Regions from separate parts of the Mus musculus genome. Here regions 1, 2, 3, 4, 6 and 7 are each linked to region 5. The links are chromatin contacts, called in public Hi-C, HiChIP or PLAC-seq and Micro-C maps. All regions are on one chromosome and are shown on one strand. Each heading gives the region's core, a stretch centred on a gene start, on an enhancer-like site or on the middle of the called end of the contact. The rest is flanking DNA. Distances are from core to core; before and after follow the strand shown. Region 1 overlaps Atrnl1 (attractin like 1). Region 2 overlaps Atrnl1 (attractin like 1). Region 3 holds the start of Atrnl1 (attractin like 1). Region 4 overlaps Atrnl1 (attractin like 1). Region 5 holds the start of Gfra1 (glial cell line derived neurotrophic factor family receptor alpha 1). Region 6 holds the start of Vax1 (ventral anterior homeobox 1). Region 7 overlaps Atrnl1 (attractin like 1).

What was found. A called contact is a pair of places that touch in the nucleus more often than the background predicts. HiChIP or PLAC-seq counts read pairs in DNA pulled down with a chosen protein or histone mark.
Region 1: a contact with region 5 is called in an H3K27ac HiChIP or PLAC-seq map of embryonic stem cells, with 5 times the contacts expected there. The contact joins the enhancer-like site here to the promoter of Gfra1 in region 5. A contact is called at or near these places in 15 of 39 promoter capture datasets (the 3T3-L1 cell line, 3T3-L1-derived adipocytes, the C10 cell line and 9 more), 1 of 15 datasets of contacts at CTCF or cohesin (large pre-B cells), 54 of 484 Hi-C or Micro-C datasets (3T3-L1-derived adipocytes, the AML12 cell line, B cells and 36 more), 14 of 115 datasets of contacts at active chromatin or transcription factors (T-cell acute lymphoblastic leukemia, astrocytes, bone marrow-derived macrophages and 9 more) and 2 of 9 other capture datasets (adipose tissue and embryonic stem cells).
Region 2: a contact with region 5 is called in an H3K4me3 HiChIP or PLAC-seq map of pro-B cells, with 8 times the contacts expected there. The contact joins the enhancer-like site here to the promoter of Gfra1 in region 5. A contact is called at or near these places in 10 of 39 promoter capture datasets (the 3T3-L1 cell line, 3T3-L1-derived adipocytes, the C10 cell line and 5 more), 1 of 15 datasets of contacts at CTCF or cohesin (large pre-B cells), 52 of 484 Hi-C or Micro-C datasets (3T3-L1-derived adipocytes, the AML12 cell line, B cells and 33 more), 10 of 115 datasets of contacts at active chromatin or transcription factors (T-cell acute lymphoblastic leukemia, astrocytes, differentiating embryonic stem cells and 7 more) and 1 of 9 other capture datasets (embryonic stem cells).
Region 3: a contact with region 5 is called in a Micro-C map of embryonic stem cells, with 3 times the contacts expected there. The contact joins the promoter of Atrnl1 here to the promoter of Gfra1 in region 5. A contact is called at or near these places in 3 of 484 Hi-C or Micro-C datasets (all in embryonic stem cells) and 7 of 115 datasets of contacts at active chromatin or transcription factors (astrocytes, bone marrow-derived macrophages, cardiomyocytes and 4 more).
Region 4: a Micro-C map of embryonic fibroblasts shows a contact between it and region 5, with 6 times the contacts expected there. The contact joins the enhancer-like site here to the promoter of Gfra1 in region 5. A contact is called at or near these places in 10 of 39 promoter capture datasets (the 3T3-L1 cell line, the C10 cell line, cancer-associated fibroblasts and 5 more), 3 of 15 datasets of contacts at CTCF or cohesin (embryonic stem cells, large pre-B cells and pro-B cells), 50 of 484 Hi-C or Micro-C datasets (the AML12 cell line, B cells, the C2C12 cell line and 25 more), 16 of 115 datasets of contacts at active chromatin or transcription factors (T-cell acute lymphoblastic leukemia, astrocytes, craniofacial prominence and 13 more) and 2 of 9 other capture datasets (embryonic stem cells and macrophages).
Region 6: a contact with region 5 is called in a Micro-C map of embryonic stem cells, with 6 times the contacts expected there. The contact joins the promoter of Vax1 here to the promoter of Gfra1 in region 5. A contact is called at or near these places in 2 of 39 promoter capture datasets (both in embryonic stem cells), 10 of 484 Hi-C or Micro-C datasets (all in embryonic stem cells) and 3 of 115 datasets of contacts at active chromatin or transcription factors (all in embryonic stem cells).
Region 7: a Hi-C map of myocytes shows a contact between it and region 5, with 3 times the contacts expected there. The contact joins the enhancer-like site here to the promoter of Gfra1 in region 5. A contact is called at or near these places in 15 of 39 promoter capture datasets (the 3T3-L1 cell line, 3T3-L1-derived adipocytes, the C10 cell line and 9 more), 5 of 15 datasets of contacts at CTCF or cohesin (the NIH/3T3 cell line, large pre-B cells, pro-B cells and 1 more), 58 of 484 Hi-C or Micro-C datasets (the 3T3-L1 cell line, 3T3-L1-derived adipocytes, the AML12 cell line and 38 more), 20 of 115 datasets of contacts at active chromatin or transcription factors (the NIH/3T3 cell line, T-cell acute lymphoblastic leukemia, VIP interneurons and 17 more) and 2 of 9 other capture datasets (adipose tissue and macrophages).

What each region holds. Positions count from the first base shown.
Region 1 is chr19:57,666,810-57,670,230 of GRCm38.p6, reverse strand. The region is part of intron 9 of Atrnl1 (attractin like 1); the gene reads right to left. Among named protein-coding and RNA genes, the nearest start is that of Atrnl1, 57 kb to the right of the region's middle. Within about 2 kb of position 2,085, at least 14 of the 459 cell types and tissues checked have an H3K27ac peak or open chromatin away from gene starts, as enhancers often do. A contact at or near this core is called in embryonic stem cells, where this site is marked.
Region 2 is chr19:57,647,643-57,651,539 of GRCm38.p6, reverse strand. It overlaps Atrnl1 (attractin like 1), which reads right to left. Exons shown (of 29, transcript NM_181415.4): 6 at 1,108-1,282. Among named protein-coding and RNA genes, the nearest start is that of Atrnl1, 39 kb to the right of the region's middle. Within about 2 kb of position 2,464, at least 28 of the 459 cell types and tissues checked have an H3K27ac peak or open chromatin away from gene starts, as enhancers often do. A contact at or near this core is called in CD8 T cells, hematopoietic stem and progenitor cells, pre-B cells and 1 more, where this site is marked.
Region 3 is chr19:57,609,282-57,612,791 of GRCm38.p6, reverse strand. Atrnl1 (attractin like 1) reads right to left here and starts at 1,758. Exons shown (of 29, transcript NM_181415.4): 1 at 1,149-1,758. The coding sequence starts at 1,438.
Region 4 is chr19:57,821,587-57,825,114 of GRCm38.p6, reverse strand. All of the region lies in intron 26 of Atrnl1 (attractin like 1), which reads right to left. Among named protein-coding and RNA genes, the nearest start is that of Gm52385, 100 kb to the left of the region's middle. Within about 2 kb of position 1,799, at least 16 of the 459 cell types and tissues checked have an H3K27ac peak or open chromatin away from gene starts, as enhancers often do. A contact at or near this core is called in the AML12 cell line, the N1E-115 cell line, cancer-associated fibroblasts and 2 more, where this site is marked.
Region 5 is chr19:58,453,581-58,457,289 of GRCm38.p6, reverse strand. Gfra1 (glial cell line derived neurotrophic factor family receptor alpha 1) reads left to right here and starts at 1,892. Exons shown (of 11, transcript NM_010279.3): 1 at 1,892-2,092; 2 at 2,696-2,981. The coding sequence starts at 2,942. It overlaps Gm41876 (a long non-coding RNA gene), which reads right to left and starts at 1,141. Exons shown (of 3, transcript XR_877966.1): 1 at 1,079-1,141.
Region 6 is chr19:59,169,016-59,172,612 of GRCm38.p6, reverse strand. Vax1 (ventral anterior homeobox 1) reads left to right here and starts at 2,216. Exons shown (of 3, transcript NM_009501.3): 1 at 2,216-2,824. The coding sequence starts at 2,584. 4930442E04Rik (RIKEN cDNA 4930442E04 gene) reads right to left here and starts at 832. Exons shown (of 2, transcript NR_167767.1): 1 at 368-832.
Region 7 is chr19:57,735,967-57,739,812 of GRCm38.p6, reverse strand. The region is part of intron 20 of Atrnl1 (attractin like 1); the gene reads right to left. Among named protein-coding and RNA genes, the nearest start is that of Atrnl1, 130 kb to the right of the region's middle. Within about 2 kb of position 1,447, at least 10 of the 459 cell types and tissues checked have an H3K27ac peak or open chromatin away from gene starts, as enhancers often do. A contact at or near this core is called in the N1E-115 cell line, granulosa cells, muscle stem cells and 1 more, where this site is marked.

The DNA.
Region 1 (3,421 bases), core at 836-3,335, 790 kb after region 5:
TACTATGTCTTCCCAGTGTCTCCTCACCACTGTAGGACACCAGTACGGAAGGAAGGACAGATCTCCAACTCCAAGGGGTGGAGCCGGGGAAACAAAGTGCTTCATCTCTTGGTTCCTACTTCAGGTCAACCATATGTTGCTGAGAGTATCAGGCCACCACAAATCTCACGCTCCCATTCTTACCTAAGTTCTATTCCACGAAAAACTCAGAGAAGTCTGGGTGATTTTCCATACTCAGCCCTCAGCAGAGGTGGGAGTTATCAACCTCGCTTATGAGGTTAAAGTGGAGCCAAAGAATGTTGATCCTGCCTTAATAAGGCATAAGTTCTATATCAGAGAGTCAAGCTTAAAAGATACCAGCCTCCTACCACAAGTACTCTATGTATAAAGCAACGGTACCACACCAAGGGGAATCAGGTCACTGAGCCCATGCACCTACAATACAAGCTCTCCAGGAGGGAGAAAGGCAGACAAACAGAGGTCTCTAAAGCTCTCCCCAGGGAACTGAGTGTGTGTGTGTGTGTGTGTGTGTGTGTGTGTGTGTGTATGTATAGTTACTATATGTATATACATAGTAAGATATTTTATATAGTAATATATAAATACACATATGTATCAGTATAAAAATAAAATGTATACTTCATATAATATTCTATGTAAGATTTATGAAAAAGACTATAAAATTCTGAGTTTAGAAAAGATCAAGCACTTGGGGGGGGAGGGGCAGAGGAACGTGAATCTCTTGAGTTTGAGGCCAACCTGATCTACATAGCAAACTCCAGGTAGCATATTTAAACCCTATCTCAAAACAAATAAATGTAAACAAATAAATAAATAAAAACAAAAGTCTCTAAATGAATGGAGAGATACTACATGCACACGAATGTAAAGATTAATACAATCAACTGTCAGCTCTTACGCTGATCTGGCGATACAAGTTATTGTCAATCAAAATCCCAGTAAATTATGGAGAGTAAGATTTACATGGGTAGGTAAAGGCTTAAGTTAGACAAAGTCAGGGCTGAAGAGACCTCTTAGCCGTTAAGAACACTTAGTGCCTTGCAGAAGATCCAGGCTTAGGTCCCAGTATCCATATGGTGGCTCACACTGTTTATAACTCCAGTTCCAGGGTATCGGATGCCTCTTCTGGCCTCCGTGGACACGTGTGCAAATGTTGTGCACAGGCACAGATCCAGGCACTCTAACTTTAACAAAATAAATACTTAAGAATGTAAAATTAATATTTAAGAAAAATACTGAATCAAGTTAAAGGACTGACTGCTCCCGTCCTCTGCGTTTACTATGATCTACAGTAGCCGAAGCAGTCTGTTACTGAAACAAGGACAAGTAAGTAAGAGAGTGGACTAGAGAGCCCGGAGACAGACCAACCCAAGTATACCCAACTGACATTTAACAAGAAGCAAAACTTGCTCCATGACGATAAGATAGCATACCCAAGAAACACCACTGCAATAACTAAAAGTCGTAAACAATAGAGAAAGAATTTAGACCCATACTGAAGACTCGCTGTAAAATACATTCACAGTAAAGAGCGCGCCCTGCCAATGTGGAGACGAGACTTCAGACTCCAGAACCCATATAAAAGCCTGTGGGAGAGCCCACCCGTCACTGTGATGCAGAGGCAGAGACAGGGCATTCTAGAATAAGCTAGCTAAAATGGTCAAAACGGCGAGCTCCAGGTTCAGCAACAGATCGTGTTTCGAAATATTCTGTGGTGCACAAAAGAGGGTTACAACTCATGAAGTAAGTCAACCTCAGACCTCCACATTGCAGCCATAAACACACGCACGTATACATACACACGTGTGCACCCACACACACATGAACACGCATGCAGGCACGTATGCATACCACATAAATATTCGTTACACTGATGAAAAAAATTAATGTAGAATAAATAGTAAACATGTTGGGGGTTGGTTCTAATGCTGTTTGTGTTCATTCGGCTCCCAAAATCACACGAGAATCTGCGGGTTCAGATGCTGGGGGTCCCTGCCCCCAGTTGGCTCTCATTGGTGAATCAAGTTACTGGCAGCCAATGGCTGGGTAGGGAGTCGGAGGCGGGATTTTAGGATTCCTGGGAAAGGATAGAGAAGGAGGAAGAGGAGATTCCGCCACGAGGATGACATAGGAGATGGACCACACAGGAAAAGGTGCAGGAGGGAGCGCCCACCGACAGGTAGGTGAAGGGGAAAACAGCCCCAGGAGGGCTCCCCAGCAAGGTCCGGGGCAGCAAAGATAAAATATAGATTTTAGAAAGTGATAACTCAGGAATATCGGAAGGGAGTGTGTGTTAGTCACATGGAGATAGGAAGTGTCCCAGCCATTGCGCTGCTTAGGGTATATTAAAAATAAGCCGGTGTGTGTGTGTGTGTGTGTGTGTGTGTGTGTGTGTGTGTGTGTGTTTCATTCGGGGACTCCAGAGCATTGGGCAGCAGCGAGAAGCGCAGCTGCAGGCGGGAGTCCAGAGCAGATTAACAATTTACTGCTACATAAACACACAGGCAGAATATGATAAACACCTAGAGGATAACATGGGAGAAAATCCAGGAGGTGAGGTTGATGATGAATTCTTTAGAAGTACCAAAAAGCACAAACCGTGAAAACTAACTGCTGAGGCCTTAATTTCTATTTTTGTTTTATGAAAGATAATTCTAATGATGAGGTCTTGGTTAATTTAGATAATGCTCAAAGAATAAAAGTGCAAGCCAAGAACTGTCATAAGAAATTTTGTAACAAAATACCATCACATAAAAACAGTGCAACAAAAAAAAAAAACCCCAAAAGAATGGTTTCCAAATCATACAAAGAAATGGAACCCAAAAGAAGTGTACTGCCCCATATGTAAATAAAGACAGAGGTGTCAAATACATGTCTAAAAGTTCCGCGATCACTGTGTGTTCTCAGAAGTGCACGTGAAAATAACAGGGAGGGCTTCAGTACAGCCTATTGAAGTGGCTAAATAGTGCGCTGAAAAGCTTTGTCCACTCAAACACACGACGCCATTTGCAGGGAAGTGGGTGGAGCTTAGCTTTCAGTTAAGCTGCTTAACTGTCTAGTTCTTCATCTATGGGTGAACCCCTGAAAGGTTTCTCATCCACACTGCACATCAACGGGAATGATGTCACCACGCAGATCTTGTTCATACTTTCTAGATTTCATGGGTACAACTTCCCTCACCTGTACAGATGTCACGGTCTCACAGCAGACCTCCTGGTCCCCTGGCTGTTAATCCTTCTGCCCCAGTTCTCTGAGCCTTAGGTGTACGGGTTGTGTTGTGATGTATCAGTTGGGGCTGGGCACCGCACTGAGCATAATGTCAGACAGACAGCTGTTACATGCTCTCACGTGTGAAATTTAAAAGTTATGTGAAAGTAAAGGTGCATGAAAGAGAGGGGAG
Region 2 (3,897 bases), core at 1,215-3,714, 810 kb after region 5:
GCTCCTCTCTGAAGTCATTGCACCGGGTGGTTTCCCTAAACCCCGCATTCCTCTTCAAACTGCTCGCTGGTTTCTCTTTCCCTCCCAACCTTCTTGTGATGTGGCGGCTGGAGCTTAGTCTTGCTCTCCTCTATATACAACTCGTCCCCTGTATAATTCCATTCGAACTAAATCCTCGTTTCTAGTCTTCTTCCAAAGAGCCCTGTTCTGACTCAAATGGTCAGAGGGAGTTTCCTACAGTGTAAGTCAAAGCCTGCTCAGAAACTGCCATGATTCACCCCACACAGGGCAAAGCTTACATCCTTCTTCACTCCTCCATTTGCCGCCCTCGTCCTTTCCTTTAACTTAACCCTTTCTTTTCATAGACCTCTTAGCAAATCACATGGCTTCCCAGTGAAATAGAAAACTTATTTAAAACACTCCACAACCACCAAAAACAGCCATCCATTGGACTGAGCACAGGGTCCCCCATGAAGGAGCTAGAGAAAGTACCCAAGGAGCTGAAGGGGGTTGCAGCCCCATAGGAGGAACAACAATAAGAACTAACCAGTACCTCCAGAGCTCCCAGGGACTAAACCACCAACCAAAGAAAACACATGGTGGGACTCATGACTCTAGCTGCATATGTAGCAGAGGATGGCCTAATCGGTCATAAGTGGGAGGAGGGGCCCTTGTTACTGTGAAGGTTTTATGTCCCAGTATAAGGGAATGCCAGGGCCAGGAAGAGGGAGTGGATGGGTTGGTGAGCAGGGGGAGGAGGGAGAAAATAGGGGGTTTTCAGAGGGGAGACTAGGAAAGGGGATAACATTTGAAATGTAAATAAAGCAATTACCTAATAAAAAATAAAAATAAGATAAAAACCTTGCATTAACATATTCTACAGCTATGCATACATAATTGCATGTATGAAAAAGTAAAATAAATCACTCTAAACGGGTATTAAAATTTTTATACAAAACAAATCCCCATGTATAGTGACAAATAATTGGGTTTAGGCATTGACTGCCTATGGTCTCAAATTTAGCAAATATATACTACCTCAGAAACAGCCATTTATATATTTGAACAATAGAACTTTGTTATGAAAATCTAAAAATAAATACTTACTTCAGAACCATTTGAAAAGAACTGTAGTTAAAAGTATATCCTCCAATCACCCACATGAATTTCCCATGTAAAACTGCTTTATGTGAGGCCCGACCTACGGAAGGGCTGAAGGGTTTAACATTTGGCAAAATCCAGTAAGACTCAGTAGAAGGGACATTCAGAGAACAATCTGGGCCTGTTTAAATAAAAAAAAAAAAAATCAAGCAACACATTGAATTAAACAAAGATCTTACATTACCGAAGCAGATCACACAGATGAAGAGAATCTAATGTTCATTGTATTAAAAATGCAATACAAGCAATAGTCTGACCGTACAACGTAGAGCACACCTCTAAAACCATCAGGCAAAAGGCTGAGGGAAGAAGACCAAAAGGTCATGGGCAAATTAACAACTCAGGTACATAGTGAGACCCCAGCCCAAAACCTTCCCTCATGAAAAAAAGACTGACATATAACTTGCAAATTAATCCTTAACAAGGAAAATATAATCAGATTTTAGCATGTTCTAATGAATATCATAATATATTCATAACTTGTTAAATACCACGAAATGTCCTATTTACACTTTAGTGTGCTTCTATAATATTAAAGTGGAAAACAACATCCTCAAATCCGAGTTCGGTCTATTACGATGTGACCTTAGACAAATCTGTTTACCTTGCCCAGCATCAAGCTTTCATACATAAAGAGGAAATAAAAGTATTCACAAATGCTATTAAAAGTTTTTAGTATTTCGCAAAAAGTATATAAAAGACATTTATAAATTACACGCTATTAAACAAATGTGATAATAAGGATCACATTATTAAGGACCAAACTGGCTTCAGTAGGTAGCCTCGCATATCAGAAAATTAATAATAATAATAATAATAATAATAATAATAATGTTTAGAAACTAAAAATTTCGAGATGGGCATGGTGGCTCACACCTTTAATCCCAGCACTCGGGAGGCAGAGGCAGGTGGATTTCTGAGTTCAAGGCCAGCCTGGTCTACAGAGTGAGTTCCAGGACAGCCAGGGCTATACAGAGAAACCCTGTCTTGAAAAACCAAAAACCAAAAAAAAAAAAAAAAAAAAAACGTATAAAAATTTCATAAAGTAATAACAATTATTAGTTTAGAATGACGTCCAATAGCATAAAACTGGAGCAACAACTGTCTCTTATCCAGACTCATGTGACTGATTAGGTGTCCTCATCCATAAGATATAGACGGGGTGATCAGTGTCTCTGAAACCCGGTAACAGAAAACCCGGTAACAGAGGAACGCACTGTCACAACACCCAGTGTCACACTGCACTGCACTTCCTGTTGCTATACTATATTTCCTGTCACTGTACTGATGCTTCCTGTTGTACTTCCTGTCACTGTCCTGCACTTCCTGGCCCTGTACTGCACTTCCTTGTGCTGTGCTATGCTTTCTGCCACTGCACTTCCTGCCATGAACTTTTTGCAGCACTGCACTTTGTCACTGCACTGCACTTTCTGTTGCTGCACTTCCTGTCACTGTGCTGCACTTCCTGTCACGCACTTGTCACTGCACTGCACTTCCTGTCGCTGTACTTCCTGTCACGTACTTGTCACTACACTGCACTTCCTGTTACTGTACTTCCTGTCACTGTGCTGCACTTCCTGTCACTGCACTTCCTGTCACTTCACTCTGTCATGCACTTGTCACTGCACTTCCTGTTGCTGTACTTCCTGTCACTGTGCTGCACTTCCTGTCGCTGCACTTCCTGTCATGCACTTGTTGCTGCGCTGCACTTCCTGTCACTGTACTGCACTTCCTGTCGCTGCACTACACTTCCTGTCGCTGTACTGCCTGATGCTGCACTTACAGATACATGTGTACAGGCTGAGTCCTACATCAACACTGGCTGAACCAGGCCAGCATCTGCTTCTTTAGAGAACTGTGTGTATCCTGTGTGTTTCTCGCTATCCAAGATCTGCCATTAGAATCACATGTCGTGACAACCTATAATCACGTTACTATTTAAGTCACTTGAGGTCACCACCAACCACAGCTACATAAAGCAATAAACCCAAGATAAGTGTGTGTGTTCTGACTGCTTCAGGAACTGGCCTGGCCATCCCCTATTCTCTCCCTCTCCTTATTACCGAAGACAAAGCAGAATTGGAATTAAGCCGCTGGTGACTACACTGGTTTCTAAATGTCAAGATGAATGGGGAGGTGCCGCTCCTTTCAGTTAAATCAAAAGTGCACGCTGGCTGCCCTCTTCTGTCAACCGCCATTTACAGGAGATGGAAGTGCTCCCCCCAGAGAACAAATGGTGAGGTGACTGCCCTTACTGCTAACAGCCAGGTTTGGGGCTTTCAGTGGGAGAGCAAACCACTCAAACATCACTTTAAACAAAACCCAACCCAGCGGCTGAGTGCGGACCTCAGTAAACCTTCACTCTGTTCAATTCTCTGAAAGCTGAGAAAGGTAAGGAGAGGAGACGACTGTGGGGCTGGCAGAGGCTGGTTTACAAAGAGTGTGTGGGAGGGGGCGTGTGGGGGCCGGAGCAGAGATAGCTCCACAGAGTGACCCGCCAGGGCTCATTTGGATGGCAACAAGCAGTCCAGCGCTGATGATGGCACTGGCCGAGCTGGAAACGTCGCCACTCTGATGCAGTAAGAGAATCAGAGATTATGGAAGGTCAAAATACCAGCATTCAAAGGAATCTAAGGGAGGTATCAATCCCGTGAGTGCTTTTAAGTGACTCTGCCACAGTAAAAGTGACTGTTGATCGGGTGGGCACAGCAAAGGGACCAGAAGCAAAGCACGGAG
Region 3 (3,510 bases), core at 509-3,008, 840 kb after region 5:
AATATGGGGTATTGCTCTAGCGAGCAACAGTAAAAATGTGGGAAAGAAAGTAAAGAAAACTATGCTGTGATTAAAACGCCAAGGAAACCACCCTGAAATAGATTAATAATGTCAGCCATATTCTTACCTTTGGCTCAAAGCCAGAGATACTTTACCTAGATTCTGCTTTCATCTCCACAACAAATACTAGCCATCTACATAGTATTATTTCACAACCACAATCAGCCGTAAACTTCATGTTAAATATCTAGGACAAGCTTTCTCGGTGACCGCTTTCCTGCAGTTTCTCAGAGAAACCCACTTCTCCGCCTTCCCAACGGCCACCCCACTTCTTTTTATAGAGGCAGAAATCTAATAAGCATCAGCCAATAGGGAGAAGTGTCTCTTCCCCAGAGATGCAGGCTCCTTAGCACCTTGCTTTTCAGCAAAACCAAACTGCTGTCCCCCATACACCTGTCAAAAGTCACACAAAGCCATGACTGTCCTGATAAACCCAACACCTCTAAATGCATATTCTGGAGTGAAGCTGGCTGGACTGGAATCACGACTCAGCATTTTCTGCATAACCTTGATCGAGTTAACTTAAATTGCTGCCTGGATTTCTCTCTGTAGGTTCTGGATAGAAGGCGTAAAATTCCAGTAAGTTATAGACTTATGGGGAAATGGGTGAGAGGACCAACCTAGAAACTTATAACAAGGTACAGATCGTAGTTTGCCCATTGTAAACCCTATTTACCACACTCGACGATTACTAAACCGAGGCGTGCTCTCTGACTAGAGGAACAGCACAGGGAAGGAGCTGGGCCACAACTTTAAACCCTGACGCCTCTGACTTCTCACAATGTTCATGGATTTTTCATGAGTTATTTCCTCCGTTTCTGATGGAAACAGATACTGTCCTAATTGGCGGAGTTTGGCACGAATTGGAGTGAGAACATTCTTTCTGCGCAGAGGATGACAAGCCGCTGAGGACATGCGGAAAGCACCGAGTCAGCCCGGGCTGGGCGCCTGCTGGAGCTCCCCGGGGCACCCGGAGGCTGGAGGGGCGCAGCGTAGGGCCCCCTCCCGGGGACCCCGAGGCCAGAGCGGGGCGGGGAGCTACGCTGGCGGGGCAGGGCTGAGGCTTGGGGTCCCACGGTAGCACTTACTTGAACCTGCCCTGGCAGTGCTGGCACTGGTCCCCAACCCAGCCCGGGTCGCACAGGCAGGTGGAGTTGACACAGCGACCGGAGAAGCAGGAGCCAGTCCTCTCGCAGGGCTTGGACTGGGACACCTGAGCATAGAGCGCCAGGTAGAGGAAGCCATAGCACAGCAGCCAGCTGTTCCCGTCCAGCAGCAGCCAGGAGGAGGCGCCCCCACCGCCCGCCGGCCGAGCCCTCCACAGCACCGGGGAGGCCGGCTGCGGGGCACCCGAGCGGGCCCGGACCCCCGGCTCCATCTTCCTCGGCGTCCCGGCTCGGCGGGGCTGCGCTCGCGGGAGCGCACGGGGATGCCGCTGAGCGGGGATCCCGGCCGCAGAGGACCTCGCCGCCGCCGCTGCTGTTCCTCGGCTCCTCAACGGCGCCGACCCCCGTCCCGCTGACCGGTCCGGAGCGGCGGATCCCAGGCGCGGCGGCCTCCGGTCGGCTGCCTCCAGTCACACTCGGGCATCGCCGCCCGCTCCCCTGACCTTGTCCTCGGCGAGCCGAACCCTGCAGCCACGGTAGCTCCGGGAGCGGAGCGAAGAGCCGGCGGCGCCCCGCGCTCCGGAGGGGACCCGAGGGGGAGGGGACCGGGCGGGAAGGGGGAGGGGACCCGCACGGCCCCGCCTCGCCCGCGCCCCGCGCCGAATGCCGAGGCTCGCCCGGGAGGGCGGGGCCGCGCGGGAGCCCCCGAGATGGGCGCGTCCAACAGGAGCACGCGGGGAGGGGAGGGCGGCTGTCGGTACCCGGCGGTACTCCTGCTAGCCTGAGATACCGCAGCAGCCTGCTTCCCTCCGTCCTCCAGACACAGTTGCTGTGGCCGCGGTCGCAGCCCAAACTGCGGAGAGACGTCCCCGCAGCCTTGTGCGTACGCACTCTCGTGGCCACTCCCCCCCCCTCGGTCCGGGCGCGGTGGTCTCGCCCGGCCCCTGACGGGGACCTGGGACTCCCCCGCGCGCCCACCCGGCCGGCGGGCACCGCTGGGAGTGCGTCCCCAGGTGTGGCCCGCGCCGCGGAGCCCACGGAGGAGAAACCCACTCCGACCTCGGGGCCTCGGCAGGAAGGCAACCTTGTACTCCGCGGGCTGCAAAAGTGAGGCGCCCGCCCCAGCGCTCCCCGAGTCTCCTGCACGTTTCTTCTTCTTCTTCTTTTTTTTTTTTTTCTTAAAAACTCCCAACTACACACAAAGAGCTGAGCATGTGCAGCCAGCAAAGTCTTAAAGGCACCGCGGTCTGACCACGTTATGGGGTGCAGGGACAGGGCGGAGTGGGGTGAGGGGCTGCATGGGGCGCGAAGCTGCTCCCGTGGGGCGACCTCAGCCGCGGCGGCTCTTTATCGCCCAATCGGGGCTCCTCATGCCCAACAAAGAACTGCTCCGAGAGCCACCCCTCCCGACGCTGCCTCGGAACCTCACCAAATCTTCTTTTCTCTTGTCTATGTTTCCTCCTTCGTCTGGGACACTATTCTCTCTTGAAAAATGTTGCGACATCGGGGCTTTTTTTTTTCCTTCAGAAAAGCAGAAGTGATTTCCAGAAAGGGCCCTTTCCCGTTTTCAGCGGCATCTATTTCTTCCTTGAGATGACTTTCCAAGATTTAATTGCATAAGCTGAGATATGTCTTCTACTTTTCTCTATACGGGCCTGTTAGCTGAACCCTTGAGAGGAAGCTGTGCACAAATTGCAGGCAAGCACCCTCGAGAGTTGTTGGAGCTCCACCAAGGAGCAGGCGGTACGAACAAGATTGTGAAACTCACCAGACATTTCTGACAGCTGGAGCAGAAAAGTTTTGGTTGTAACCACAGTCATAATATTATTGTTAAGATTCACTCCGAGTTTATTTTGGGAATAATGTACCCACGTCATCTCTTTTAATCTCCATCATCCCAATTCACAGAGAAAATCCTCTATTAACCCCATTTCGCAGATGAGGGAATAGCATGAGAAAGGCTGAGGTGCGTGTTGGTAGCAGAAACGGATCAAGTCCTCTAACTTGTGTGCGTTTTCAATGTTTATCAGCCCACTTCTGTTTGCAGCTGCTTTGTTCTCCTTTGGTGAATAAAACATAAGTGCTGGCTGGCTTGGTTTGCAAATACCTCAGCAATGACTTAAGAGGAAAACAAAAGTCCTGGAAAAAAAAAAAAAAAAAAAAGGCTCCTTCCCAAAAGAAGAAAGGCAGCTGATTCTCACTTGTACAAAAAAAAAAAAAAAAAAATCCATTTCCGGGACACAATAGTGTGAGCCATGTCCTGTAGAGCCTGAAATTTGGCCTGCCCCATACTTTCCCACCTTTTCCACATTCTGGTGTTCTTCAGAAAGAGGGGGGCAGAGTT
Region 4 (3,528 bases), core at 550-3,049, 630 kb after region 5:
ACACACACACACACACACACACACACATATATATATATATATATATATATATATATATATATATCATACATAGAGAGAATTTTAATTCTAAACATTCACAGATAAAACAAAACACAATGCCTATTGCTAAGTCTTTGTTCAACATTACATCTGAAATCACAGCCTTAAGTCTGGCTGCAGAGTCAAGGCCCTAACAGAAATAATAAAGGAAGGCAGGAAATGGTGTGTGCATTTCTAAAAACATTTGAGAGTGATTTCTGCGTGATGAGAAACTAAGGCCAGCTTGTGAGGCCTGGCACTCTTACACAATTACTGTCCGAGGATCAGATAATGAAATATAGTCAATCCAATATGTTTTCTCATTAAACAAATGAGAATCCAATGGCAAAGCAACAATATAATTACAAAGCACTGTGAATAAACAGGATGCTGCCCACATTGATCCAGCAAGTCCTTGGGAAATGTGCTCAAGACTTTCTGACCAACATTACCACTCAAGTGTAATTGATTTTTAAATAGTTATTTAAATAGACATTATTTAAAATGTCTCCAATTTTATATGAGTAGTGACAATTTACACAATCACTTGATATTATTGGCATAAATTAGTTAATGGATTTTTATATTATAAATGCATTAATCTTCACATGCATTTTAATGTTATAATATATTTTAATTTTATTGTAAATTAATCATGTTTCCCAATACCATGACAACTCATAGAGATATGTTCCCCCATAATTATTATTTTATTAGTACTTCCCTAAAACACTAGTGATTGATTTACAATAGCTGGAATAATAGTCATAACTTCCTTAGCAGGCAAATATCCTACATAGAAAATGCTTCAGATGTAGGTAATCACTTCTCTTAGTTTTAACACTAATATGTTAGGAAGGTCTGTAAGATGATGGAGCACGAGGTTTCAGACTTATTTCTCTCTCTACTCCACACACTTGACAAGCATCTACCTACAGAGAGACCAATTCCCTCTTAGAGAAAGCCAGGGACCAACTGACAAGAGTGTACCCTGGGCAAATAAAAAATCTAAGCAGACAGGAAGACCAAGCTCACGTGCAAACAGCACAGCTCAAAAGTGTGGAAAGGGTGCCCCCAGCACAGCTGGAGAGGGTGCCAACAGCACAGCTGGAAAGGGTGCCAACAGCACAGCTGGAAAGGGTGCCCCCTGCACAGCAGCAAAGGGTACCCCCAGCAAAACTGGAAAGGGTGCCAACAGCACAGCTGGAAAGGGTGCCAACAGCACAGCTGGAAAGGGTGCCAACAGCACAGCTGGAAAGGTTGCCAACAGCACAGCTGGAAAGGCTGCCAACAGCACAGCTGGAAAGGGTGCCCCCTGCACAGCTGGAATGCCCAGCATTTCCTCTCAGAAATGAATGGTTTCTATGACAAATATAAGATTCCAAGCTTCGTGTTCATCCTTGACGGTACTGGGTGTTAAGTCACCGTGCTTTGAAGGCAAAGAGGACTCTAGAGAGCAAATAAATAACATTCAATGGGGGCATTCTTCCAGGGTTGTTCCCAAAGAGGGTGTGTCATCCTGAATGAGCCTGAAGGCATTTAACATAGAACTTCTCCCCATCTTTACTGAGGAAGTGAAAATCAAATCTAACACTCATCTTCTCCACGAGAACAGAAGAAATCAAGACAGATATTGAACTATGCAAGCTTTCCCAGATGTATCTCAAAAAAACTCATTTCAGTCTTTCTTTGAGAGGCCATGAAGCACAGCGGTCTCCTGGGGGCCACTGAGGGAACAGCTCTGGGCAAACACAAAGATTGGAGAGGCACCAGACATGTTGGCCTGGTTAAACATATACATAATTCTACAGGACCAGAGACCCAACATAAAGGAACACAGTGAAATGTGCTCCAGATGAAGGAATGCTGAGCCTCTACAGCAGTGGGCCTCAACTTTCCCAATGCTGTGGCCACCCAACCATAGCCAGAAACCCTGTGAAAGGACACTAGACTCTCTCCAAAGGGGCCACAACTCACAGGCTGAGAATAGCTGTACTAAAACCTGGTTTTATTGAATGAAGTCACATTATTTACTTCAGATAAAACCTCAGTCATTCAGAGACAAAGAGGTAATATATAAAAGGCAGACTTTGAAAGTAGAGGGGAAATAAAAAATTGAACAGATATCAGGCAGAGATCGCAGGCGCAGAATAAAAATCACTCAGGCCATGGATTCCACAGATCAAGGGAAGAAGAGGAGGGTGTGAGATGAGGAACCAGAATAGTCTAGCAGGATGCATAAAAGGCAAGGTAGACCAGATGGCTGAAGACAGGTGCAAGGATGTAGAGACAGTGATAAAGAACACTGCACAGGAGACATTACTCTAGTGGGAATGTAGGGGGCAGTGATAAAGGACACTGCACAGTGGACATTACTGCAGTGGGAATGTAGGGGACAGTGATAAAGGACACTGCACAGTGGACATTACTGCAGAAACAGGAAGGGAATGGGACAAAGGGAACAGAAACCTTACTCAAAGAAACAGTAGAGGAAAACTATCTAAACCTGGAGAAGAAAACAGAAGACTAATGCTAGCGAGTCAAAGGCTTTAAAAATAATACAAATCTAAAGAGAAGCCCATATAGCCCCAATAAAACAATCTGCTGGAGGCTCCGGCCATGAAAAGATGTTGCTTATGAGAAAGGGTCCACAGTATTTGTTGATTTTATTTTTTCAGGCTAAAATGATAAGGCTTTATATTCATGGTGCTAAAAGAATAACCAGAAAAAGAGGGGAAAAGGAAAGGCTAACCATGAGCAATATAGCAAAGACTTTCAAGATAGGAAAAATAGATACTTTCACAAACAAACAAATGCTGAATCTCACCACTAGAGCTGCTTTAGGAAGATTTCTATAATTGTAACTAAACCACAAAACCAGGTCAGCAACAGGAAGTACTTAGGAACAACAGGAAGTACTTAGGAACAGAGGACCCCAAGGCTGAAAGGCAAACAGGGAGACAGAATCAAGAAGGAACAGGGAATCTCAACAGAGTAGCACAAAAAGATGGAAGTTAATGTAAAAACTGCTAACCAAAGAAATCCTAAGACGGACCAGTGCCGCGGCTGAGTTCTGCCAAATACTCTACGAATTAACACCAGTTCTCTTAAAAAACTATTCCAAAATATAGAGATGGAAAGAATGCTCTCGAACTTATTTTAGGACGCCAGTGTCACCCTGACATTAAAACCAGACAAAGACGCCACAAGAAACAAAAGTTCGTGGAAATGTTGCCGATGGACACAGTGCAAAACTTCTCTTCTCGACTACGCACGTAGCAGCATCACGATGCTTTATGCCATCCGTTAGATGAAATGAATAAATGTGGCACACCACAAGACAGAATGGAAGGTTGAAAACCCAGTGAATTTTTTTAAAAGATTCAAGAAAAAAAATTTTAAAAAACATTTAACAAGGTTTAGCATAATTTCTTGATTAAAAAAATGTAAATCTCTCTCTCACACACACAGAATGTCAAAACAGAATAA
Region 5 (3,709 bases), core at 643-3,142:
CCCAAAGTGGTCCCCAAAGAAAAGCACTGAATTGACAGAGAAAAATATTCCCACTCACTTATGAAATAGGACAACGGAGGGGGGTTTTATGTTTTCAGCATCAATGGGAGTCTTCAGCTAAGTCTTCTCATTAACATCCACTTCCTGGAGATTTTTGCCTTGGTGTGAAAATATGGAAATCTGCTTCTGTACGCAGAGACACTGATTGGAAGACTCAATTCCATCTCCCACAGTAGTTCCACCCTGTAGACTTCTGACTATCGCTAGAGAAAGAACTTAAGTAGCCCTTGGATCGAACCATCTGTCGCAAAAAAAATGTGACATATGCTTTCTTTGTTTACTCAACGACGGAGTGTAAACTGATACACTGAACTGGAAATCTGTGTAAGTCTGGTGTGATTGAATGTGACACCGGGGGAGGGGTTCCTGGCGAAGGCTTCAGACACTTCATACCTGCCCCTGAGGAACACGTGCAAGGCAAAGGAGGAGCTAGCACTGGCGGGATGTCCCCTGGGTTCAGGTTGCTCACAGAGGCACAGACTCTTTGAGGACTCCAAACAATGCTACAGCCGCCACAGCTGAAGGGCACGCCTGGCTGATGTGTACTTGAATGGAGGGCTACCCATCCCTCCTCCTCTTCTCCCGGCCCTTACGCCTTAAACTAAAGCCTTTGCCCTTTTCAATTAACACTCTGGATCAAAAAAAGAGCGTCTCTTTTTTTGTTCTCCTTGGCGGCCCATTGTCTGTGGTGATGGGTTTGCAGATTTGACAGCTGGGCTCATAGATTCGATTCAAACTCTGTTTTCCTGAGAGATGATGAACTTGGACATAGAAAAGATCTCTGACACAAGCCCCAAGCAGCGAGCTGGTCGGTCAAACACTACTACGGACATACTCTAGACAGATCTCTGGACCCCTAAAGGACAGCGGGTGTCACGGAGAGCGGGGTTCAGCAGCATCGCTGGAGCGATCCTTGAAGTTGGGGTGAAGGGCTGTGGATGTGTTCTGTTTATAAAATGTTTTTGAAAAAAAATTTACTCTTGAAACAGTAAAGATGGAAATCATCTTATAAAATTACCTAAAGCTGGGTCTGATCAGACTTCAGTGCAGTGGGCTGGGGTGGACTTTGCTTTGTCTCGCTGTCATACCAGGAGGAGAGAGGTGCATGAGCTCGCACAAGCATTTTATCAATGGGTGGGTGCATCCCGGATCGCCGCTCAGGGCTTAGGTCTGAGTGAGTCTGAATCTTGCCAAGTCTTGAGTCACAGCCGCGAATGACGTGGAGAAAAAAAAACAACTTTGTGTTCAAAAGGGTCTGGATGGGTTGCTGTGTTGCACTAAAGAAAGAGCCCTTGTGCACTGAAGGGGGTGGGGGTGCGCAGTCTCCGCGACGGCGGCGGCGTAGCGCTGCGGGTCCTGAGCCTGCTTGCCTGTTGGCCTTGGGTCCCACCGCCAGCCAGCCTGTAAGTCTGCTGTGGCGGACGGAGGAACTGCGCTTCACAGAAGAGCCGGCCCTGCGCTGCCCGGAGGCAGGAGCAGAAGCAGCCTGAGGGGCCTTTAGCCAAAACCAATCTGGGCATGCTATCCTCCCACCGCTTCCAATAACCGCTGACATCCCTACCGGGCATCGAGCCGGGGCGGGGAGGTCTGCTCGGAAATCGTCCTGGCCAACTCTGTCCTCCGAGCTGTAGCAGATTGTGGCATCGTTTTTTTACCTAGCACAGAGAAAGTGAGGCCGGAAAGAGAAAGAGGAGGCGGGGACACCCCAAAGAATAAATAAACAAACACTGGCTACTCGCTGCAGCTGGACACCGGTCAATTGGGTTCAGGTTCGTGGCATTTAGAGTTTTCTCATTCCACTTGAGAACCCATCGCCACCTCCCCTCCAGCCATCCCTTTCCATTTTGCTGGCGTCCTCCAACTTTGGGGCCAGGGGGGCGCTAGTGGTGCGGGGCTGCACCTGCTGGGGTGTGCAGATGCTGTGGACTAGCTCGCTCTCACGGGGCAGTGGTGTGGATGCACAGGAGTTCGGGCGCTAGGCAAGTGCGTGTGAAGCACTGAAGTCTAGGAAGGAGCCCAGGATGAGCGGCAGGTAGGAGTAGGGGCGGAGAAGCCAGGTTTCAGTACCAGGCGGGATGCGGGATGTCAGTTTCCTCTTGCCGGACTGCCTGGGAAGAGAGGCTCGTCCAGGGGAGGGGATGACGGTGACTGGGGTAGCGATCGGTGGCCGGGGACAGAAGAGCTAGAACGCTAGTGATCGAGCCAGCAAGTGAGTGGTCGGGCGAGAGCCAGGGAGGGCGGCCAACTTCCCGGAGCCGGAGCAGGGTCTTGGTCCAGCGGGGTTGGCTAAGAAGCCTTCGCCACCGAGGCTCCGACTCCGGGCAGCGCCAGCTAGCTTCCGGCGCTTGCTCTGAAAGTAATGGTTATTTATTTGCTTGCGTTCAGCCTCTTGGGTTGTGCGCGATATCCTCCAGCTTTGAACGTTGGGAGCCCTAGCGGACCTTACCAGCTCCAGAACCCGGGTTCCGGAGCTTCCTCGTGCCCGTAATAGATGAATTCGCACCTCCTGCTCTCGGACCCGAGTGGGGGTAGCGTTGAGAAGTCCCCCGAGGCGGGAGCGGGGGAGGGGAGAGGGGCGGGAGCTGGAGGCTTCAGCACTCTGGGCTCTCATTTCAAAGCGCGCTCTTCCTTCCAGGTTGGGTCGGAACTGAACCCCTAAAAGCGGGTCCGCCTCCCGCCCTCGCGCCCGCTCGGAGCTGAGTCCCTGGCGGCGGTGGGCGGCAGAGCAACGGGGAGTCTGCTCTCACCCTGGATGGAGCTTAACTTTGAGTGGCCAGAGGAGCGCAGTCGCCCGGGGATCTCTGCACGCTGAGCTCTCTCCGCGAGATCCGGTGGCGGCTTTGGATTTTGGGGGGGCGGGGACCAGCTGCGCGGCGGCACCATGTTCCTAGCCACTCTGTACTTCGTGCTGCCACTCCTGGGTAAGTCGAGACCGCTGCTGGCTTTCTCATCCAGAGTCTTTCATTGGGGGGTCCCTTGCGGCAGCCACTCCAGAATTGCGGGTGGGTGCCTTGAGTGTGGGTGGAAGAAGTTTCGCTAGGGGGTGAAGAGGTTCAAGAATCTCTGGGATTGGGAAGCAGTGCTGGCGCGTCTTTGAGCGGTTGATTTTATTTTGCCGTGTTTAAAGGGGGTGAGAAACAAAACAAAACAAAAACTAATAACCCAGCCTGGTGGAAAATTGAGGGGTCGTAGGCTTCCATCCCAGGGCGTTACTCCCCTTTGGAAGTCGGAGCTCCCTGAGACGCTCCGGCAGGTGGAGTGTGGTCAAATACCGCTGGGGTCGGAAGAGAGCAAACTTGGAATGGAAAACTTTTAAGGGAAAAACGTCTCTGCGCACCCGCGGGGCAGACTGTGGCACTCGTCTGCCTTTCGTTCAGAGCGCTAAGGGTGCCAAGCACCCAGCCTCGCTGTTCAGCTCAGTGCCCTTTTGCCCGCTGCTGGCCAGGAGACACTGCAGCCTCGGGTGCCTGGGGAGGCGGGGCAGCCAGCGGGTCAGGAGTGCTTGCTTCTGCTTTGGGACGCTGGGGCTGCGCGGGATCCCCGGCAAATCCCGCTAAGGCAGCCAGTGGAACCTTCCTTGTTGAGCCGGGGAGGGGCGTGATGGCAGTATTCCCGGGGTGAGAAAATTCCAGAAGAGGGGTGGACCAGC
Region 6 (3,597 bases), core at 967-3,466, 710 kb before region 5:
GAAGGGGCAGGGCCAGCTCCCAAGAAATCTGAAATGGTGAGCTGGCCACTTTTATTTTTTAAAAAGACTTCCTTCCAGGCCTTTGACTTCTCGTGTAGTAGGTGTCCTCCCGGTAACTAGGAGGCTGCAGAGTCCCAAGGCCTAGGGGCCTGAACCATCTAAGATGGTCGATTTCTATCTGGACTGTTGTTGGGGTCTCAATAATTCTTCAAGGTTTTTAAAGTCAGAGTGGGGACTCCCACTTGCCGCTAAGCAGGAGTCCGGACACTTCACGCAGGTTATTCCGTTCTGCCTACCGCCTGGTGTGTGTGTGTGTGTGTGTGTGTGTGTGTGTGTGTGTGTGTGTGTTTGGGCTGGAATTCCGGACCTGCACCCGGAGCAGTACTCCCGACGGATCTCAGCAAGGGCACCCATCCGAAGCCTCAGGAATCCTCCTTCACAGGTGTAGTCGTTGGGGCCAAGGCAGTGGGCGTACCGCACTTCTCCAGTCGGCCGGCTAGCTCGCCAAGGAGAGACCCTTTTCTTCTTTCCGCTTCCTTGCGTTCCTGTGGGGTAGAAGTTCTAGGCACTTGCGGGCCGGGTCTCACAGAGGCGTCCCGCCTGAGGACAGCTCCCGCAGAGATCTATATCTTTGGGCTCTCAATCTGTCCCCGGGATACTCCCCGCTCAGTGAACATCACTCAACATAATCACCCCAAGTATCCCCAATCATATAAAGTCAACTCCCCAAGGTCTGCCTGAGTGCCACAGAAACCTTGGGAACAGACCAAACGCGATTGCTCCTAAGAGACCGGCCGGAGGTGGCTTGGAGAGGAGCGTTGTTACCCGGCTCGGCCCACCCCCTCCACGTTCAGCAGTCTCGAGGGACCGCGGTGGTGGCCGGGAGGTGACAGCCGGACTGTGGGGCGGGCGCAGAGCCCCTCGGAGGCCGCCACACACACTCGCTGTCCTCCCCACTCACTTTGTGCCTCCCACCCTCTCGCCCAGACCCCCGCCCCTCCCCCGCCCGCCTCCGCCCCATTCTTGGAATTGTGTGGAAAAATTCTCAGCCAAACCTCCCACCTCTCCTCGCCTCCCCCCCCCCACTCCCTTTTAAAAACCCCCTTTCCTCCGCGGCCCCTGCACTCTTTGTGAATGAGGGCCGGGAACACGGCCCTTCCCCCGCCCAGGAGCCACGCCAGACCGCCGCACTCAGAGGACTGTTTGTTAATAGTCCAATTAGATAATTGCCATCTTTCACTCCTTTTGCTCCGCATTTCCCATAAAGGAATGAATGGGGAGAGCGGCGTGGAGAGGGCTTCTGCCCCGGCAAGGTGACGAGAAGGGCTGGAGCAAGCTCCTTGCACAAGGCCATGCGCTTGAATTGAATCATTGTGGCCTAATCAATGCTGTTATTGGATTACTGGCTGTTGCTTTTCTCAAAGACATTGTAGCAAGACAATGAAATAGCTAGGGGGAAACTTTTTTTTTGAAGCAGATCTCACAGTTGAGATTTTTTGCTCTCTCTCTCTCTCTCTCTCTCTCTCTCTCTCTCTCTCTCGTATTCCTCCCTCCCTCTACCCCCCCCCCCCCACTCTGAGTACAAAGCTGCCCTTTGAATGGGCTGCCTCAGGGCCGCTGGAGGTGCAGGCATGAAAAAAATCCAACTGGGGCTACAGGAAGAGGGGCGGCAGTTTAAGATGGCTGTCAACGTCGAGGTGTGTTAAGGAGTCGCTTGGGGAGAAAGCTTGGCTTTTTTGGAGTGTGGGGGAGAGACTTTAGGGGGAAACTTTTCTCCTCCCCCCTTCTTTCCCCACCCAGAGGCAACTGCTTTCTATAGCTACAGGGACTGAGGGGGTAACCCCCCCCCATCTGGCTCTATCTGGAGAGTCTAGAGGAACCCCCCTTTAGCCAGTATGTGAGCAGGACGGTCAAAGGCAAAGAGAAAGTTAATAATGCCTGCTAATGGTGTTAGCAATTCAGGATGAATCTTGTCAAAAGTTTTTCTGGAAGTGTGGGTCTTTGATTGTGTTTCCCGAAAGCAAGACCAATCATTTCCGTTTATTCACTGGCTAAACCCCTACTTGATTGGGGACAAGGACAGAAACCATCCATTACGATCTGATATATTATCCAAACAATTTAGTGTATTCGTGAGGTAACTGAAACGTGGGGGCTGCGAAATTACCCGTAATCAATTGCAACAGCGAGTGTGCGTCCCCCCCGGGTGTCGGACAACCACAACTCGGCCGTCTCAGTAACAGGCGGAGCCGCAGCGTTTCGGAGTTGCGCTGTTCGCTACCTGATCGCCAGGCTGGGGACACTGGACGTGCTCAAAGGACGCGGGCGCTGACGAGGCGGCCTCGCCACCGGGATCCTGGACAAGACCCGCCGCCTCTCTACCAGCGCGCCACTCTCCTGTCTGCGCTGACCCTCCGCGGCCGCCGAAGCCACCCCGCGGGGACATTCATTCTGGCGGGCGACCGAGCTTAGGTGCTGCGTTGTAGGGGTTTTGTCCCCTTTTGCTTCTTCTTTTCCCACCCTCCTTCTTTTCTGTGTTTTTTTGTTTTTGTTGTTGTTTTCTTTCTTTCTTTCTTTTTGCCTATGTTCGGGAAACCAGACAAAATGGACGTCCGGTGCCACTCGGACACCGAGGCCGCCAGGGTCTCGAAGAACGCGCACAAGGAGAGCCGGGAGATCAAGGGCGCCGAGGGGAGCCTTCCGGCCGCCTTCCTCAAGGAGCCGCAGGGCGCCTTTTCCGGGTCTGGCGCTTCGGAAGATTGTAACAAAAGTAAATCCAATTCCTCAGCGGACCCAGATTACTGTCGCCGGATCCTAGTCCGAGGTAGGGATGGGCAGGGCTTTGGAACGCGTTCTTTTCGGGGTAATTCCCCTGCCGCAGCTTCGCGTCGCTGCTTAGGGCTGGCGAGGACTTGGGAGAAAGTTGTTGTTGGCCCTTTTCTTTCTTGGGTCCGGTCGGTCGCGGGGACCTGTGCCTGGGGCTCCTCTCAAAGCGCTCTTTCTGGGCCCTAGCAGTCCGGAGGGGCCCCGCAGCACGGTTGCGGGAAGGAATCCAGACCGTGACTGTGGACCGGCCACCAAGCTGGGGCTCGGACCCAGCTCCTCCAGGGGAACGTGCGCGCGTCCTCCGGCCTGCAGGCGTGTGTGCCATGGAGGGCAGAGCGCACCCGATGGAGCAGTGGGCTAGGACCCGTAGCCTCCCGCCGCTGGCCAGAGCCAGCCAGTTAGCTGGTAGGGCTGAGGGCCCTGGCGCTGCGCTCCTGGCCTGGCTGCAGTGGCCTAGAGAGATCGCCGACCTGCGTCGCAGGTCTGCGAATGCCGCCTCTTTGCTTCGCTCGTCCTCGCTCAAGGAGCGGTGTGCGCTCCTCCCGGGCACTGGTGGCGCTGAGGCCCAGCTTCAGCCGGCGCCGCCCCCGCTAGCTGTTAGCCAGGCCCCGCAAGCCGACATTCAGTCCCTCCTCCTTCTGCTGTCTGGACTGAAGCGGGCCGGAGACCCGGGGTAAGGGTGGGGACCACAGGAGTGCAGGCTGCCCTGCAATCTGGGACCATACTGGGAGGTGGGGTTACCAGTAAGAGCCCCTTTGGGCTACTGGGGAC
Region 7 (3,846 bases), core at 198-2,697, 720 kb after region 5:
TATTAATTTTTCAAAAATTTTGGTTTTTGTCTTCATGTCCTATCTCCATTAAAAACTATCAGCATGAGACAGACATACAGACTTGATTTGCATAATTGTATTTCTCGAGATATACTTCCACAATAAATGTTATAAAATACATGTACTAGAGTAAAAAACCTGCGGACATGTCCAAAAGGGTGCTAGGAAGACTGTAAAGCCAGAAGATCAGCAACCTCAATTTAAAGTTGAGTTTCCTACTAACATCAGATGCTTCACCCATGTCTCACCAAAACGACATGGGACATGTGCTGAGCCAGGACATGGGTGGGCATGTCAAAGAGGGTGAGTGACTTAGTACACAGGGTGTTCTTCCATGGCCAAGGCATCATGGAAGGAGGAAGACAGGACAGGAGCTCAGAAAGAGCCCGAACCTGGAGGCAGGAGCAGATATCATGGAGAGGTGTTGCTTACTCCCTTTCTCATCGCGACTTGCTCAGTCTGCTTTCTTACAGAACCCAGGAACAATAGCCTGGGGTGAGCCCACCTATGATGGACTGGGCCATCTGCATCCAATACTGATGTTCACAGAATGTAAGTTCACGAAAGGCACTTCCTTCTAACATCATGTCACTTAACAAGAGCCAGCCAGGTTTACAAGTCTTAAAATGCCCTACTGCCCGCAGCCTGGTCTTAGGAGGCATTTTCTTCCCCAGGAAGAGCACGACAACTTGTTATCCAACACCAAATGGCCAGCTCTGAAAACATGCATACTAGTAACATTACACAGACTGAGCAGGTCATATTTAAGTGTGTGTGGTGTGTGTGTGTGTGTGTGTGTGTGTGTGTGTGTGTGTGTGTGTGTGATGTGTGTGTGTGTGTGTGTGGTATGTGTGTGTGTGTGTGTGTGTGTGTGTGTGTGTGTGTGTGGTGTGTGTGTGTGTGGTGTGTGTGGTGTGTATGTGTGTGTGTGTTTGTGTGTGTGTGTGTGTGTGTAAACAGAACTGGCCCAGAAGGAGAAAAGGGAAAGAGGAGCTGTTATAAATATAATGACAAAATAATTTAAAGTTAAAATAAAATATATGTACCAAAGTAACTAAATATAATAGCTTCATATTTCAATTAAATTTAGCCTTTAAAAGGTTAGAGAAACCTTTGAAATGTCTCTTTTAACAGTACAGTTCATTAAAACAAGGATATTACAACCCAAATATATTTTAGTAGTGAAAAAAAATCAAATAGTGGAAAATAAGCTAAATAATATTACATTTTAGTTTCATTTTAGCCATGTGCTTGCTAGTTTTATATTGGAGGCAAACCTTAAAGACATTAAAATAAACTGCAAATCTCTCTAAAGCAATGTTATCTTAGTAGAAAATCAAGAAAGACCAGAGATGCAATAGAGAGTTCACCAACAGGCTGACTGAGCAACAGTAGGAGAGTAATCTTACAGACGGGACTGCTCAGGGCACTCTGACTGAGGCCTCTGGTATCTCATTCACTCCCATTAAAAACCTCAACCCCTTCCTTCTCTTGACCAGGCGTGATTGTCAGGGAACAAATGTTATGGCTGAAGCTCCAGTTTAAGTTGCCATCAGCCACCCTTATGACTGAATTCTAGAATGGTTTTCAACACACTCTATCCTCTGGCTGTGGAAGGTGATTCCTTTAAATGCTATCACTGAAGGCTCGCTCATGTTCACAGCCTTGATTCCACAAAAGGCACTTTCTTCTAAGCTATGGCATTTAACAAAAACAGGAAGATTTACAAGCCTTACAATTTAGGCTTCATAATCAAGTGTTAATATTACTTTGTAATCCCTACTGTTTCTCCAACTGGTCCCAACTAACCAGCTATGAATCTCGGTGGTTACTCTAGCACACCGGATAATGCTGCTCCACTAACCATCGCATTTAGTGCTGTCTGGCAGGCATCCATCATATCTCACCATGAAGCTCTGTTAACATCATGAAGTTCAAGTAACTCAGATGGTATCACCTCCATGGAAGACTGAGGGGGACCTGGTTTTGATTACTGACATAGGGAGTGATGACAATGCAGAAAATGAAGGACAAATCCCCTCCCTTGTGCCTGCAGCATGGCATTGTGGTTAAAAACACGTCCTTGGCAAGCCTGCCAATCTCAATTCAATGGCTGGAGTCCATGGCGGACAGAGAGCACTGACTCCCAGAGGTGTCCTCTTTCCTTCTGGTTGAGTGCCAGTCACACACTGTGGCATTAGCTATCTTACATCGCCTGGTTGCAAGTGGGAAGAAATGACTAGCTTTGCAATCATCAAGAAAACAACACACACACATTAAAATTCAGGTACCACACATCAAATAGTCCAAGGAAATTTTGACTTTTTGAGTCTGGCTTATTTTTCTGAGCATAATGATTTCTAGTTGTATCTACTTTCCTTAAAATGCCATGATTTCATTTTTCTTTATGGCTGCGTAAATTCCCATTGAGTGTATGTATCTATCACATTTTATTTAGCCATTCATCTGGGCTGGTTCCATTTCCTAGATACTGTGATTTGTGAACAGACAAACAAGGATGTTTCTGTTGTACATCCATGTGGCAGGTTGAGTAATTTAGTCCTTCGGGTACAAACCAAGAACAGAACGGCTAAGACATCTGCCCACTCTCAGGGGTTTCATGAGGCCCTTCCTTGTCCTTCACGACTCCACAAGTTTATGTTCCCGTTGGCCATAAGTAACGTTCCTTTTTGTTCACAGCCTTGCCAGCATTTTGGTCATGAGTACCTTCAATTACAGCAACCTTGACTGGAGTGAGCTGGGCTCTTACATGTCCCTGAAGGCTAAGGTGTTGGCCATTTTTATTTCTTCTATAGAGACCCATCTGTTGAGTTCAGTAGGTGCTTGTATTTTAAAATTACCATTTTCAGTACCAATTCTCTTGGAATGTTAGACTGAGAACTGTCATGATCATGACAGTATGACTACTGGGTTTTATGCTCTGTTTCTGGATACTTTGTTAGAGATAGGGCAGCCAAGACTGGTTTAAAATTCACGATGTAACTGAGGCTACCTAAATGGATATTTTGATCATAACTACTACTGCCTTGCTCACCATGGTGGCCATTCCGTTCCACAGCTTATACAACAGAAAACGTTGTCTTAAACTCTTCTCCACTTGCAAGCTGAGTATGGTGCCTCACACCTTTCTTCTCCACACTGGGAGGAAGAGGCAGTGAGAAATCAGGATCTTTGTGAGTTCTAGACTAGCCTGGTCTACATAGTGAGTTCCAGGCCAGCCAGTACTACACACCAAGAGCCTATCAGAAGAAGAAGAAGAAGAAGAAGAAGAAGAAGAAGAAGAAGAAGAAGAAGAAGAAGAAGAAGAAGAAGAGGAGGAGGAGGAGGAGGAGGAGGAGGAGGAGGAGGAGGAGGAGGAGGAGGAGGAGGAGGAGGGGGAGGAGGGGGTGGGGGGAAGGAGGAGGAAGAGGAGGAGGGAGTGGGGGAGGAGGAAGAAGAAGAAAAAAATAATTAAATCATCTCTATTTTTTTTCTGTTTGAAACCAGTAGTGTCCATATAGGAGTTTGAGAGTACCTCTGAGAAGAGGGGATATAAAATGCTATCCGTTTCTACTGTCTCGATGCTCTACACTAGTAAGAAAGGACCTCTATGAGCTAATTCATTCCATGAAAGCCAAAGGTGTTGCATGTATGCAGGCTCTTGCCCTTTTCTGTCCTTTAGGAGGCCTTATTTGTTTGTTTGGTTGGTTGGTTATTTGGTTGTTTGTTTGGCTGGTTGGTTAGTTATTTGGTTAGTTGGTTGGTTGGTGGGTTGGGCAGTGTTTGTCATTGTGTACTGGTAGTTTGAGTTTCAATAAACTCAAG